3 separate regions of the Mus musculus genome follow, and regions 1 and 3 are each linked to region 2. Evidence: chromatin contacts called from public HiChIP or PLAC-seq and promoter capture Hi-C data. All regions are on one chromosome and are shown on one strand. The core of a region is the stretch at or near the end of the contact, and the rest is flanking DNA. Distances in the headings are between cores, read along the strand shown. Region 1 overlaps Gm36090 (a long non-coding RNA gene). Region 2 holds the start of Sys1 (SYS1 Golgi-localized integral membrane protein homolog (S. cerevisiae)). Region 3 holds the start of Slpi (secretory leukocyte peptidase inhibitor).

Region 1 (4,283 bases), core at 1,521-4,020, 80 kb before region 2:
CTTGTCCTTGGCCAATGTCAGACTGCTGCCAAGCAACCCCCAAAGCTATCCACAGTCGAGCTGTAAAAGATGTTAGATTAGTCCAGCAAGATGGCTCCTCTGGGAAAGGAACTTGCTCCACAGGCGTCGAGACCTGATTTCCATCCTCAGAATCCAGGTAAAGGCAGAAGAGGACCAACTTCACAAGCCTGCCTTGACTGTGGCACAAACCACATACATACATCACACTCATGCAGTAATGGGAACCAAGACTTTTTAAGATGTGTAAGTCGTAAAAGTAACTTTCATTGTCCTTGCTGGTGAATGAGCTTGCCCCATTCTAGTTCTTTCTAATCTTTGCCTGGCTGGTCACCTCATCTCTTCTGACTCAAACTCTTCTCCAAGCTGACTGATACAGTCTAGCTTCTCTGAGTTTCTGACTTAATTGCTCTGCTTGGCCTCTTTCTAACTGGCAATCTGTTCTAATCTTCTGGTTCTTTCTCATTCTCTGGCTTGTTCTATCTTTACCTGCGTCTGAAATGCTCTCTTTCTGCAACTTGTCTCTGTACCACTGCCCCAGTAAGACTGCCTGCCTCTTCTTTCTTCTGTCTGCTCTCTTAAGTAGTTTCCCTTTCCTCTCTCAGTTGGGCAGATCCTAGTCTGTCAAATCTTTCCCTGATTCATCACTTTGTCTGCCACTCAATTAGACAACACTTTCAAACATGGATGCTTCCTTCTACAAACTTGCGGGAAGTGGGTGTGGCCGTAGGCCCCGTGAAACCCACTTGTTTACTGCCTTGCCCGAGCATGAGCATGCGCAGTGAGGTTGCATGCGTGGGCTGCCTGCCAGGCTGGACAGTTCCTAATGATCCAGACCTGTCAGCCTATCAGTGACCGACCTGAGCTAGTGCCTGGCTACAAACTAACTTTACTTTGTTGTTTGGGATTAGAGGTATGCACTAAAGGTGTGTCTGTATTCCAGCCAGGAAGATTAAAGGTGTGTGCTGGGGGCTGAGCCATGCTACAGCAAGAAAAACAGCTTTTTTTTTTTCCTTTTTCCAGTAAATAACACGATCTTGGGGTTCATGGTGTGTTCAGATATCCCGCAACAGCAAGTCATTCAGACGATCAGTGCTGCTCTCTTAGCAGGGGACACTCCTCAAGCAGGACTGGATTAATCCATGGGAGCGAGCAGCTGAGCCGTGAGAAGCCAGAAAGCCTGATGTGGTCCACCCCTTTCCCTGGAATCACTCCTTTCCATGTGGGCTGAATGCCCACGTGCAGCTGTCTGATCTCAGGATTTCTATCATCCAGAGTGTGAGTCAAGATAACACTCTTTCTTTATAAACTCCCCACTCTCAGTGTAAACTAACACACACACACACACACACACACACATACACACAGAGCCTCATTTTGGGCAGTAGCAACAAGTACCCTGCAGAAAAGCTGGGCATCATCAGCTCTCTGAAGCTGAGGTTGTTCATGGCTCACAGCTCTGCCCATGGAACACAGGCTGTATGTCCTAGTGAGGGTTGCCCACCTCCAAATAAAGATGTGAAAAAAAAAATCACAGAAAGGAAGTATTAAAGCACCTCCATTTTATTGGGAACAGAGGCATAATGTGTAAAGACCAGCTGTTGTGTGACCAACCATAAGGTGACAAGCAGGAACAGGGAATCATTGTGAGCTGGACATCACTGGGTCCTATCAAGAAAGATGCCAAATGAGGATCGCGTGTGCCAGACTGCTTCATACACAAGACAATTAGACTCTCTACTTACTTAAGCCATGGTCAGGTTTTCCATGGCTCGATGCTTTCCGAGGTCATGTAGAGAGTTACCAGTTCCCTAAGCCTGCTGTCACAAAATTCCATAAACAGGGAAATTTAAACAATAGGAACTTACTCTCCTTCACTTTCCTTTGGAGAGTCAAGACCAAGATGTGGCAGAGCTGGTTCCTTCAGATGTCTGTGAGGAGTCTTGTTTCTTGTCTCTCCCCCACCCACCACCACCTATTTCCTGGTGGCTTGCTGACAAACATTGCTATCTCTGGATGTAAAGGTCCATCACCACCCCCACCACCCCCATCCCCCATCTCTGGCTGCATCCTCACCGCTGCCCTCCCTGGATGCATGTCAGCCTCGAGTCCTCTTTGTATAAGGGCTCCATTCTGATTGGACTAAAGCCCACTCCGGAACTACAATTCCACCTGATTCCCTCCCCCATAAACATCGCTTTGAATAAGGTATCATTCTGAGCTCCTGAAGTTCAAAATGAAAGCCAGGGACGGGGAGGCTACCATTCAAGCCATAACGGAAACCACTGTTGTGTGTGCTCAGTTCAAATCGTTTCCGCAGATTCTCTGGAAGCTCCAGCGGGGTTGGCCCAGCTCCTGGCTTCCTCTCCTGGCAACAGCCTCAGGTCTTTTTGATGAATTGAATGAGAAGTGGAGCCCTCAGGTCCAGTCCTGATCCTGCAGGTAAGGTGTGTGTGACTTGCCTCAGTCTCTACCTCTTGCCAAACAGCTTGCCAAACAGCATCACTCATCACAGAACCAGCAATTACATTTAAATGGCTGCTTTCTCCAATGGCCTGAGGGCTCTCATAGAACAGGGCTTGAGCTAGTGAGTTCACCTCCTGCTATGGCTCCCAAGCCTAGGGACTCAGGAAACAAACCCAAGGAGTCTCTAACCCACACTGGTGTGTGCCCTCTGTGTACTAGAGACACAGATGTTGGCCTCTAGGAGTTTGCCACCCTGGGTGGGGACAAACACAGACCGAATAAGATTCTATGCTCCTTGTAGGGGGAGGGACCAAAAGGCAGTGAAGTGAAGCACTCACCAGAAAGTCAGGCAGGGCTTTCTGGGGAGCTGAGCTGGGAATTATCCCAGCAGCTCAGAGAATGTAAACACTTGGAGATCAGAGGGCTTTCTGACATTTTGAGATGAAGCAGAAAAAAAAAGTCATGGAAGGAGAGATGGGGCCAGGGGCTGGGGCGGAGGGGGTGGGGGGCACGGGGTGGGAGGCACGGGGTCAGGGGAGAAGGTGGGTGATGAAGGAGCTTGGTTCTGATGCACTCCTCAGATAGAATCAGAGGAATGTCAACAGGCTGTGTGGTTAGTGATAGGATAGGAGCTGCTGAGGCGGTGGCTGTGGGATAGAGAAAAAAAAAATACTGGAATGAGATGCTAGGGATATGTCCTATATTCAATGGTTTGGGGTTTGTTTTTTTTTAAGATTTATTTATTATTTATTATATGTAAGTACACTGTAGCTGTCTTCAGACACTCCAGAAGAGGGAGTCAGATCTCTTTATGGATGGTTGTGAGCCACCATGTGGTTGCTGGGATTTGAACTCCGGACCTTCGGAAGAGCAGTCGGGTGCTCTTACCTGCTGAGCCATCTCACCAGCCGGGTTTGGGTTTTTTAGTTGTTGTTATTTGCTTTTTGAAATCTCCCCCCTCCCCCAGAGTCTCATTTTATAGCCCAAGCTGCACTTATTCTCATCATCATCCTTCTCCAGCCTGCTGAGTGTTGGGATTACTAGCACGTGCCAGTCATAACTGGCTGGATGGCTCAATTGGAGATGTTGAAGAACAAGCACCCTTTTGCTTGGTTCTGAAAAGCATCCCTCCTCCTGTGCCTAGGGTCAAGGCTCAGCTAGGGGCTGCAGCTGTTGGAGAGCTAGTGAACACCCAGGTCTAATAACAAAGGAAGACTCAAGGTCCTAAAGCCTGAAGTCTAAAGGAAGGAGAAACCAACGTGCTCACCTCCAGGGCTCCGGAGAGCACAGTGGACCTTTGAGTCACTGGGCAAACGTGAATCCTACCGAGGACCTGGTGTTAGGGATGGAGCCATAATTAAGACATAAGCCCTGCCCCTGAGACTTGATGGAGAATGTTGGTTTGAAGGGTTTTTCAGGAACCCTAGGGCAGGTGAAGGAGATGAGAGATGAAGGAGGCTATTCCACCTGCCTTGGGAATGAACACGCAGAGGAAATAGCACCTGAACTCACTGGGTATGTGGAGAGATATTGAGAGACATGCAGCGAGGGGAAATATTCTCCACCTAGCCTGGAAGAAAAAGGGGGAGGGGGAGGGAGAAGGAAGAAGAAGAAGAGGAGGAGGAGGAAGAGAAGGAGGAGGAGGAGGAAAAAGAATGATGATGTTGGAGTCCATGCCCAGTGAATTCAGTAACCCATGATAGAAGTGTGGAGTCAGCAGAAAGAAGGCCTCTGACCACCTGTTGAGGTTCAAGCAAATGGTCCCGAATAGATCCAGCCGTCTTCATTTATACAGAATT
Region 2 (4,061 bases), core at 407-2,906:
ATGCAAACAACAGTAGCAAACACAAGGACTCCATCCCAGGTCTCCCGAACCAAGAACTTTGTTCATATCAACTATCACTGTCTCTCCTCTTAGCAACCTCTTAGGCTTCCACTATACCTCACAAAGCATTTTGGTTTTTTTTTTTTTTTTTTTTTTGAGACAGGGTTTCTCTGTGTTACCCTTGCTGTCCTGGAACTCACTTTTGTATAGACAAGGCTGGCCTCAAACTCAGAAATCCACCTGCCTCTACCTCCCGAGTGCTGGGATTAAAGGCGTGTGCCACCACACCCGGCACGAAGCATTTTCTTATTCTTAAACCCCTCTGGGCCTTTTAACATTTTACTATAGGTAACATGACAGGATTATCCTGCTCACTTTGCAGAGGATAAAAGGGATTGGAAAGGCAAAACAACTCTTCAAGTTCTCTCAGCTAGATTGGACCCTAAGCACAGCAGGCTCTTTGAACAGTTCACCACCTCGTACCAACAGTGTGATATTGCAGACGGGAGAGGAAACATTTGCCCAAGTCACAGGGCAGAGAGGAATTTAAAGGGACCTATCTGACACCAAGTCTTAACAGTTTCCACTTCATCATTACGGATGCCCTTTTGTCTATCCCTCTTCTTACTGTGGCTCCTGACAAGCTCAGCTGGGAGAAAGGAAGTCATTTTTCTAGAGGGTTTCAAGAAAGAGACATCATGTTTGCCCGGGACACAAGTCTGTTGACTGTAGTATCTGCCATGTGTGTTCAACCTCTAGCCACAAGCTGCGGAGCTGGCTACGAGGCTAAGCGCATAGGCAGCCAACACAACACTGTAAGGTTCTTTAAAACCCTATGAGATTTTGCTTGTTTGTATCTCGAACGCGCAGTTCCTGAGCGTGAACTTTGTAGATCACTACTTTGCTTCCTAGACTCTATCTCCTTCCCTGTTCTCGTCGTTCCGTTTTACAGATGGGCACCGGGGTCGCGCGGGGAGCGCACACTGAAATCCCTTCTTAAAAAAAAAAAGTGTCCACAAAATGAGAACTTGGCCCAGCCGGATTTAGAGCTCGGCGGTGCCCCACCACAAAACCCCACTCCTTTCCGCTAAGCTTACCTCCGCGTCGAACATCTGGTCCAGGGACGGGCTGCTGCGCACCAGCGCGTCCACCAGCGCCAGCCACAGGCCCAGAGAGCCATAGTAGACGGTCTGCATGAGTACGATCTGCGACAGGATTAGCAACGGGTCCCACACGTAGCTGCGGAACTGGCCCGCCATGCCGGCCCGCGGGGCTCGGCAGCCGCCCGCGCCTGTCAGTGCCACCACGCCATCGTCCCGCGGCCGCCGGGATACCTGCGGGAAGACACAGGGAGCTGCAGCCGGCGGGCCGGCCGTCGCCTTGGTAACGGCGCGGGAGGGAGGGAGGAGGGCCTGGGACCCGGGAGCAAGCCCATTCCCGGGTGGGAGAGGCGGGGCGGGCGGACCCACCCGTTCCGACCGCCGGGCTCCTCCCGGGTTCACTCACCCGCGACCGGCTCGAGGGTCGAAGCGTCGGAGCGCGACCGGACCTCGGCACTGGCCTCCTGACACAGCGCTGACAGACAGGACCATGGAGCGGAGGACCCGCCGGCCTAGAGAGGCCGAATAGCTGCGGCCCACGGCTTCCTGGGAAGGGAGAGCTTCCGGGGACGGCAACCGAGGGGCATTGCGCAGACGCAGTGGATGAACCCTACACGCCATCCAAAGGGGCCCTTGCGAGCAGCCCGGAAATAAACTCTGCACATGCGTAAGATGAAGGATGAAGGCAAACGGAAATGAGGCACAAAACCGTGGGTCTTGCGCGCCCTCTAGAGGGAGATTTTTAAAATCCAGCAGGTCCATTCCTAGGAGGGAAAGGGGTGGAAGGTCTAGACTTTAAAAATAAAATAAATAAAATAAATAAAAAATAAAAAATAAAATAAAATAGCATTCACTGAGGAATGGTGAGATGGTTAGAGGGCTAGATGCTTGCTGCCAAGACTGACGACCATTTTATATCTTGAACTCACATGTTGGAAGAAAAGAACTGACTGCCTCCTGTAAGCTATCATCTGACTATCACACTCATAGAAATACAATGATAACAATATAAAAAAATTTTTTTTTGTTTTTTTTCGAGACAGGGTTTCTCTGTGTAGATCTGGCTGTCCTGGAACTCACTCTGTAGACCAGGCTGGCCTCGAACTCAGAAATCCGCCTGCCTCTGCCTCCCAAGTTCTGGGATTAAAGGCATGCGCCACCACACCCGGCAACAATTTAAATTTAACAAAAGGGAACTTTTCTTTTTTTTTTTTTTTAAAGACAGAGTCTCGTGGGACCCCGACTTAGAGCGTTTCTCCCTGGAAGGTAAAGCCCCTGGACGTTCCCCAAGCTTGTTTCCCCCGATCTCTAAAATACAGCCAGAAAGAAGCTCTTTGTTCTCTATAGCCAGCAAAAAGCCTTTTTGTTTCTATACTTTACAACCAGAGATGCCTGCCTTCCTGTGCCGAGGACATGGAGATAAAAATTCAGAAAGAACTCACTCCCCACTCCTGCCTTGTAAATTTCACCAAGGACACCCGGAAGAGAAGAACTCTCCTCCCAACTCCTCCCAATTCCCCAGCTAGCTGTTAAAAGCCCCCTACTGTCACCGCTCAGGGTCAACTCCCAGCCCCTGCACAGCAGAGGGACTTCATCCTCAGCTACCTAATAATAAAACCTCTTGCAGTTTGCATCAGGTGTGGTTTTCTCTCGGGTCACTGGGGTGCTGGCCAACTCATCCTGGGACTTGAGCAGAGGCCCAGCTTCAGGGGTCTTACAGTCTCACTATGTAGCCCTGGATGGTCTGAAACTTGCTATATTCCAGACCCACATGGAATTCCCAAGGACTCCCAAGGAAATAATACATTTTAAAAAATGACTATTTTCATTTTAGATTCTCAGTGTTTTCTTTCTTTAGTACAGAGTTTTCAGGCTCTTTTTTTTTTTTCTTTTGGCCTCTGCTCCCATTATACACATGTTTAAACTAAAGGTCAGAGAAGAGGGGCAACATACTGTCTTTTGTTTTTGTTCTTGTTTTTGGAGACAGGGTTTCTCTGTGTAGCCCTGGCTGTCCTGGAACTCACTCTGTAGACCAGGCTGGCCGCAAACTCAGAAATCCACCTGCCCCTGCCTCCCAAGTGCCGGGATTAAAGGCATGCGCCACCACTGCCCAGCTAACAAACACTCTTAAAAACATAAAGTTAGCCAGATGGTAGTGGTGCACACTTTTAATTCCAGCATTCAGGAGGCAGAGGCAGGTGGATCCCTGTAAGTTTGCAGCCAGCCTGGACTACAGCATGAATTCCAGGACAGTCAAAGCTGCACAGAGAAAAACCTGTCTTGAAAAAAAAAAAATCAAAAACCTAAAATAAATAAATTAGTTAATTAAATAAAGTTAATGGCAAAACAGGTTTTGGTTCTTGTTTTCTCGAGACAGGGTTTCTTTCTTTGTGTAATCACACTGCTGGCTTTCCTAGAACTTGCTTTGTAGACCAGAATGGCCTGGAACTCACAAGAGATCCACCTGCCTCTGCCTCCCAAGTGCTGAAATTAAAAGTGTGTGCCATACTGCAGCAAAGGAGACATTATAATTCAATGTTTCCAGGGATTGCAATGGTGGGTTTGTGTCCATTGGAGGCTAGGCAGGTTTGGACACATGAGACATTGCCCTGTGCTCAGACACGGCTACATTTGATGGCAGGAGAGTGGGTGTTGAGGTGGCTCATCCAATGAGAAGAAAGCACAGCTTCTGAAATCACGCCATGACCTTGCCTGCCTCCACATTCATTTTCGATCTCCGCCTTCTCTGAGAGTGAGTAGTGGACAGTTGGCAAATATTTGCTGAATGAATCAAGAACAGAAAAGGGCAAAGGCAAATCCATGACTGAATTGATTTCTGTTCCCAGAGACCCAAGCTCCCCACTTCCACAGAAGAGCACGGGAAGGGAAGTGAACACTTCTGAGGAAGACTGTGGGCTTTCGCGCTGACTCTGCTGCTTGCTAGCAGTGTGACTACAAAGC
Region 3 (4,340 bases), core at 1,300-3,799, 100 kb after region 2:
CTTGTGCTTTATCCCCTCTCCTATTTCTTTTACTACAAGCTGAGAGTTTGACCTGCATCAGAGGCTAGAAAACATTTTCTGTGAAGTGCCAAACATTAGGTATTTTAGATTTTGTAGTAAATGTTTCAGGATTCTGTTGCAACTATTTCACACTGTTGTTACAGTGGATGAATAGACAATATAAATATTCCAATAAATCCCATACACACACACACACATATATACATACACACACATACACACACACACACATATATATATATGTATGTATATATGTATATGTGTATGTATATGTGTGTGTGTGTGTATGTGTATGTGTATGTGTATGTGTATGTGTATGTGTATGTGTATGTGTATGTGTATATGTATATGTATATAAAGAAAAAAGAGCCTATACTGGCTGCTCTTCCAGAGGACCCGAGTTTATGTCTCAGCACTCACACACTGGCCCTTAACTGGGAACTTCAGTTCCAGGAAATCTGCTGCCCTCTTCTGGCCTCCTCAGGTACCAGGCACACAAGCTGTGTACAGACATATATGCAGGCAACATACCCATTAAAAGAAATATATCTAAACAAACAAGCAAACAAACAAACAAAAAAAAAACCTCTCAGCCTTCTGGATCAGGCTCCGGGACTGTAGTTATGCTCCTTGGTCCAGACAACTTCAGCGTCTCCCTCTAACCCTAACGCTGTATGATTTAAAGATTTAGAATCCATGATGTTGAGAGTAGCGATTTACCATTCATCATTATCTTGTTCCAGCTGCTCATAAGAAATATTGTTGGTTACAGGGTTCTTTCTGATGAAAAGAGCTGTTTTCAAATAGTCAGTCAACCAACCATTAATCACAAACAGAAAGATCTAGGTGTGGAGTTCTCATCTCGACTCTTTAAGAAACAAATATTTAGAAAATTCTTGGCACGGAGGAAGATAGGAAGGAACACAGAGTGGAAAGGAGTGGAGAGGAGTGGGAGGAAGCGAGAACAAACCCTTATCCAACCAGTAAGCCTGCCCAAGGTGGGAAGCCAGACCTTCCATTTCTCTCCTACAACCTCTACAAGTTTGCTAGTTAGCAGCCAGTCCACACCACTGGCTGTAGTAACTCAGTACATACTGATTTTTTTCTTCCCTTTTCTTTGGCACCAAAATTGAAACCATGGAATAATTTCTGCATAAAAGGCTCTGCTAACAGCTGGCTCCTGGCTTAGAGAATACCTTGTGGAGCCCAGTACTTAACACATAGCCTTTTTGTGTCTGTTTCAATGTCTACAAACTTCCTTTGAGGAACAAGTGGGAAAATTACAAGGACCATGACATCTCAACATCCATCATGGCTGCCTCAATAAGACCTGGATACCAGTTGACATGCCATGGTGGAAGGGGGAATCTCTCGGAGCTTCACCCCTAGATGATAAAATACAGGTACTTAAAGATTGCCAAGAGAGGGGGTCTTTCCTAAGGATGAGCCCAGTTGGCTATCTAATATCAAGTGATCAGCCCTAAAAGACATACACACATGAGCAGCACTAACCTGACTCAGTAGGTTGTATCAGTATATCTATTCATATACACGCAGAACAGTAATAATTAAAGAAAGAGAGGCCAAGAGAGGCCGAGAACTTGAGAAGGAGGAGGGTGGGGGGTGAGATTGGAGGGGGTAGACAGAGGAGGCAAATGGTATAAATGCACAAATATGGAATCTACAGAGATGGTGCCACGATGCTGACGTAAGGCTCAGGATTTGCAGGAAGGCTCGGGATTTGTAGGAAGGGAATCTTGGGTTGAAGTCTACAGAGAACGATATCTCTTCTGATCATTGGATGCAATCAACACACACCAGGGAGCATCCATAGTGGGCGGAATGCATGGCAGCCATAGTTTTTGGCTGACATCTGAAGCCTGTGGAGGATTTAGGGGTAGGAAGAATGAATTCCTTTAACAAGTCAAAGGACACCACAGCTCCACGCTGATTGCAGCGATGAGTAAGAGGCCCTGTCTCTTTCCTCCAGTCCGCATCAGTGATCTCTATTAGCCATTGATGCAATTCATTCATTACTTTAAGGGTCATTTTAAGCCCTTAATCTTAAAACCAGTCCCAAGTTGTTTCACGACTAAGAGACTGAGCTCCAACAAGGTTGGCTGAAGGCAAGGCCCTTCTGTGTGTAACTTTCATTTGTTTAGGGATTGCTTTCCAGGTTCCAGTCATGGAATGGGCACCGGGCAAACAGCGGTGCAAATGATTTGGCAGAAATCAACATCAGTTGGTTGAGCCATGCGTCATCTTCATCTCGAGAAGGAATTTGTATTGAGCAATAGGTTAGAGTTTCAAAATCCCAGAAAGTCCAGGAACATTAAAAAAAAAAAAAATAGAGGTGTATGGCAGAGTTTCAGCCGAGAGTCCACGTGTGATGTCTCAGCTTCAGGTTAGGGTAACCCTTTTGTGACTGGTTCTTCTCTACTAGTGAGAGCAATAGTCTTGGGATTTCACAATGCTCAGGGCTCAGGTGATCACTTGCAATGTCCCTCTGCTGATAACTTCCAAGACAGCTTCTGTCATTTTCAGCTCTCAGGTGGTTACTCTGATGGCCTCATGGTCCTGCCTGAAACAGAAAGTCTGCCACCTACTTCTGTAGCAGCAAGACTCCTGTTCTGTGGCTAAGCTTCCTGCCTGTGCAAGAGCCACAGGGAGGGGCCAAATGCATGCCACTGGGGCCACGCCTCCTGGTAAAGACATAAATAGTGATCCTCGGGACTGGTCATCAGAGCTCCCCTGCCTTCACCATGAAGTCCTGCGGCCTTTTACCTTTCACGGTGCTCCTTGCTCTGGGGATCCTGGCACCCTGGACTGTGGAAGGAGGCAAAAATGGTGAGTTGGAGTTGCTTTGGTCCAACATTGCCTGGAGTATCAGAGGTGGGGGCTCCTGATGGTTTGGGCTGTTTTTCAGTTTACTCTGACCTCAGGGCGACATCTGTGTCTCGCTGGGGTCTGAGGTCTTGATGAAGTTTCAAGGCATGTAGAGGTGCTCCTCTTATGCAGCCATCCTGTCAGCTCAGGTCTCACACAGCTCTGTCCCTGCCCTTTAGCCTTTCTGTTTGTTTCTGTCTCTGGCTTTAGTTCTCAGCATCTCACATATTAGTTCCCTTCCTATTTATTTCTCTTGGTCTCCATTATTCCTGCTCCCACCTTCTGTCTTTGTGAGATCTTGCTTAGCCCTGAGGTAGAAAACCTTGACTGGGAGCCCGGTACCTTTTATCCTCAGTCTGATTTTTCCTGGTCACATGTCTTGGTTGACCAAGTCTGACTTTTCCTCCCTAGGTCAGCCCGGTATTTCTCTTTGAAGTTGTGGGCCACTGGAATGAGGGTCTATATTCTGAGATGTGGACCTTCGTCTAGGAATGATGATAGTCCGTACCCTCCTAACATCTTGAGCTTCTCTTTAGATGCTATCAAAATCGGAGCCTGCCCTGCTAAAAAGCCTGCCCAGTGCCTTAAGCTTGAGAAGCCACAATGCCGTACTGACTGGGAGTGCCCGGGAAAGCAGAGGTGCTGCCAAGATGCTTGCGGTTCCAAGTGCGTGAATCCTGTTCCCATTCGCAAACCAGGTGAGCCAGCAGAGAAAACAGAGAGGGGACAATCAACGTCAAGAGCCACCCAGAGTGAATGAAGAGTCCCTCCCAGGCATCCTTGTTTCTAAGAGCTGTTGGGTCCAACATGTCAGTTAGTCAAGGCCTCTTGCTGCCATTGGCAGGAAGAGCCATTTGCCTGCAGTTGCCACTCTGTGAGGATGATGGCTTTACAACCATTCGGCCCTTTCGGGGCTGGAGAGCTGGTCCCCTGCATTGGCTGGAGGCTAGATGGTAGCGAGGAAGCAGGTCCTCTTTCAGGAGGCGTGTTTGGGAGGAGGTGACAAAGGTGATGGGTGGATGGGGACGAACTTCCTCGCTCAGGAAGGAGATGTTGGGTTAAAGACATGGAGATGTGTTGCCTGAGCCCTAAGACATCGGCCCTGTGAATCCTTTCTCAACAGTGTGGAGGAAGCCTGGGAGGTGCGTCAAAACTCAGGCAAGATGTATGATGCTTAACCCTCCCAATGTCTGCCAGAGGGACGGGCAGTGTGACGGCAAATACAAGTGCTGTGAGGGTATATGTGGGAAAGTCTGCCTGCCCCCGATGTGAGGTAAGGAGTGGGCTGGGGTAGGCAGAGCTCATTTCTCTCCAGCCCTTTTCTGCTTCAAGGTTCTGGAGCTCGAAGCACATGCGCCAGGAGATTCTATTCTAATCAGGAGCCCCTGTCTGTTTGCCGTTTAAGGGAACTGTCCCCTGTTTCTTAGGGCAAA

What was found. Promoter capture Hi-C pulls out the DNA fragments that hold promoters and counts their contacts. HiChIP or PLAC-seq counts read pairs in DNA pulled down with a chosen protein or histone mark.
Region 1: an H3K27ac HiChIP or PLAC-seq map of regulatory T cells shows a contact between it and region 2, with 3 times the contacts expected there. The contact joins the enhancer-like site here to the promoter of Sys1 in region 2. A contact is called at or near these places in 17 of 39 promoter capture datasets (the 3T3-L1 cell line, 3T3-L1-derived adipocytes, the C10 cell line and 11 more), 5 of 15 datasets of contacts at CTCF or cohesin (CD8 T cells, the NIH/3T3 cell line, embryonic stem cells and 2 more), 149 of 484 Hi-C or Micro-C datasets (3T3-L1-derived adipocytes, the AML12 cell line, B cells and 87 more), 42 of 115 datasets of contacts at active chromatin or transcription factors (the 230-238 cell line, the 3134 cell line, CD8 T cells and 28 more) and 6 of 9 other capture datasets (adipose tissue, bone marrow-derived macrophages, embryonic stem cells and 3 more).
Region 3: a promoter capture Hi-C map of the C10 cell line shows a contact between it and region 2, with 2.3 times the contacts expected there. The contact joins the promoter of Slpi here to the promoter of Sys1 in region 2. A contact is called at or near these places in 2 of 39 promoter capture datasets (both in the C10 cell line) and 3 of 9 other capture datasets (adipose tissue, liver and pancreatic islet).

The regions. Positions count from the first base shown.
Region 1 is chr2:164,539,303-164,543,585 of GRCm38.p6, reverse strand. Gm36090 (a long non-coding RNA gene) reads left to right here. Exons shown (of 6, transcript XR_375205.4): 2 at 1,042-1,296; 3 at 2,339-2,460. Among named protein-coding and RNA genes, the nearest start is that of Gm36090, 7.9 kb to the left of the region's middle. Within about 2 kb of position 2,770, at least 16 of the 459 cell types and tissues checked have an H3K27ac peak or open chromatin away from gene starts, as enhancers often do. A contact at or near this core is called in regulatory T cells, trophoblast stem cells and uterus, where this site is marked.
Region 2 is chr2:164,458,566-164,462,626 of GRCm38.p6, reverse strand. It overlaps Sys1 (SYS1 Golgi-localized integral membrane protein homolog (S. cerevisiae)), which reads right to left and starts at 1,656. Exons shown (of 4, transcript NM_025575.3): 1 at 1,507-1,656; 2 at 1,098-1,334. The coding sequence starts at 1,259.
Region 3 is chr2:164,354,716-164,359,055 of GRCm38.p6, reverse strand. It overlaps Slpi (secretory leukocyte peptidase inhibitor), which reads left to right and starts at 2,549. Exons shown (of 4, transcript NM_011414.3): 1 at 2,549-2,868; 2 at 3,444-3,605; 3 at 4,031-4,180. The coding sequence starts at 2,784. The coding sequence ends at 4,179.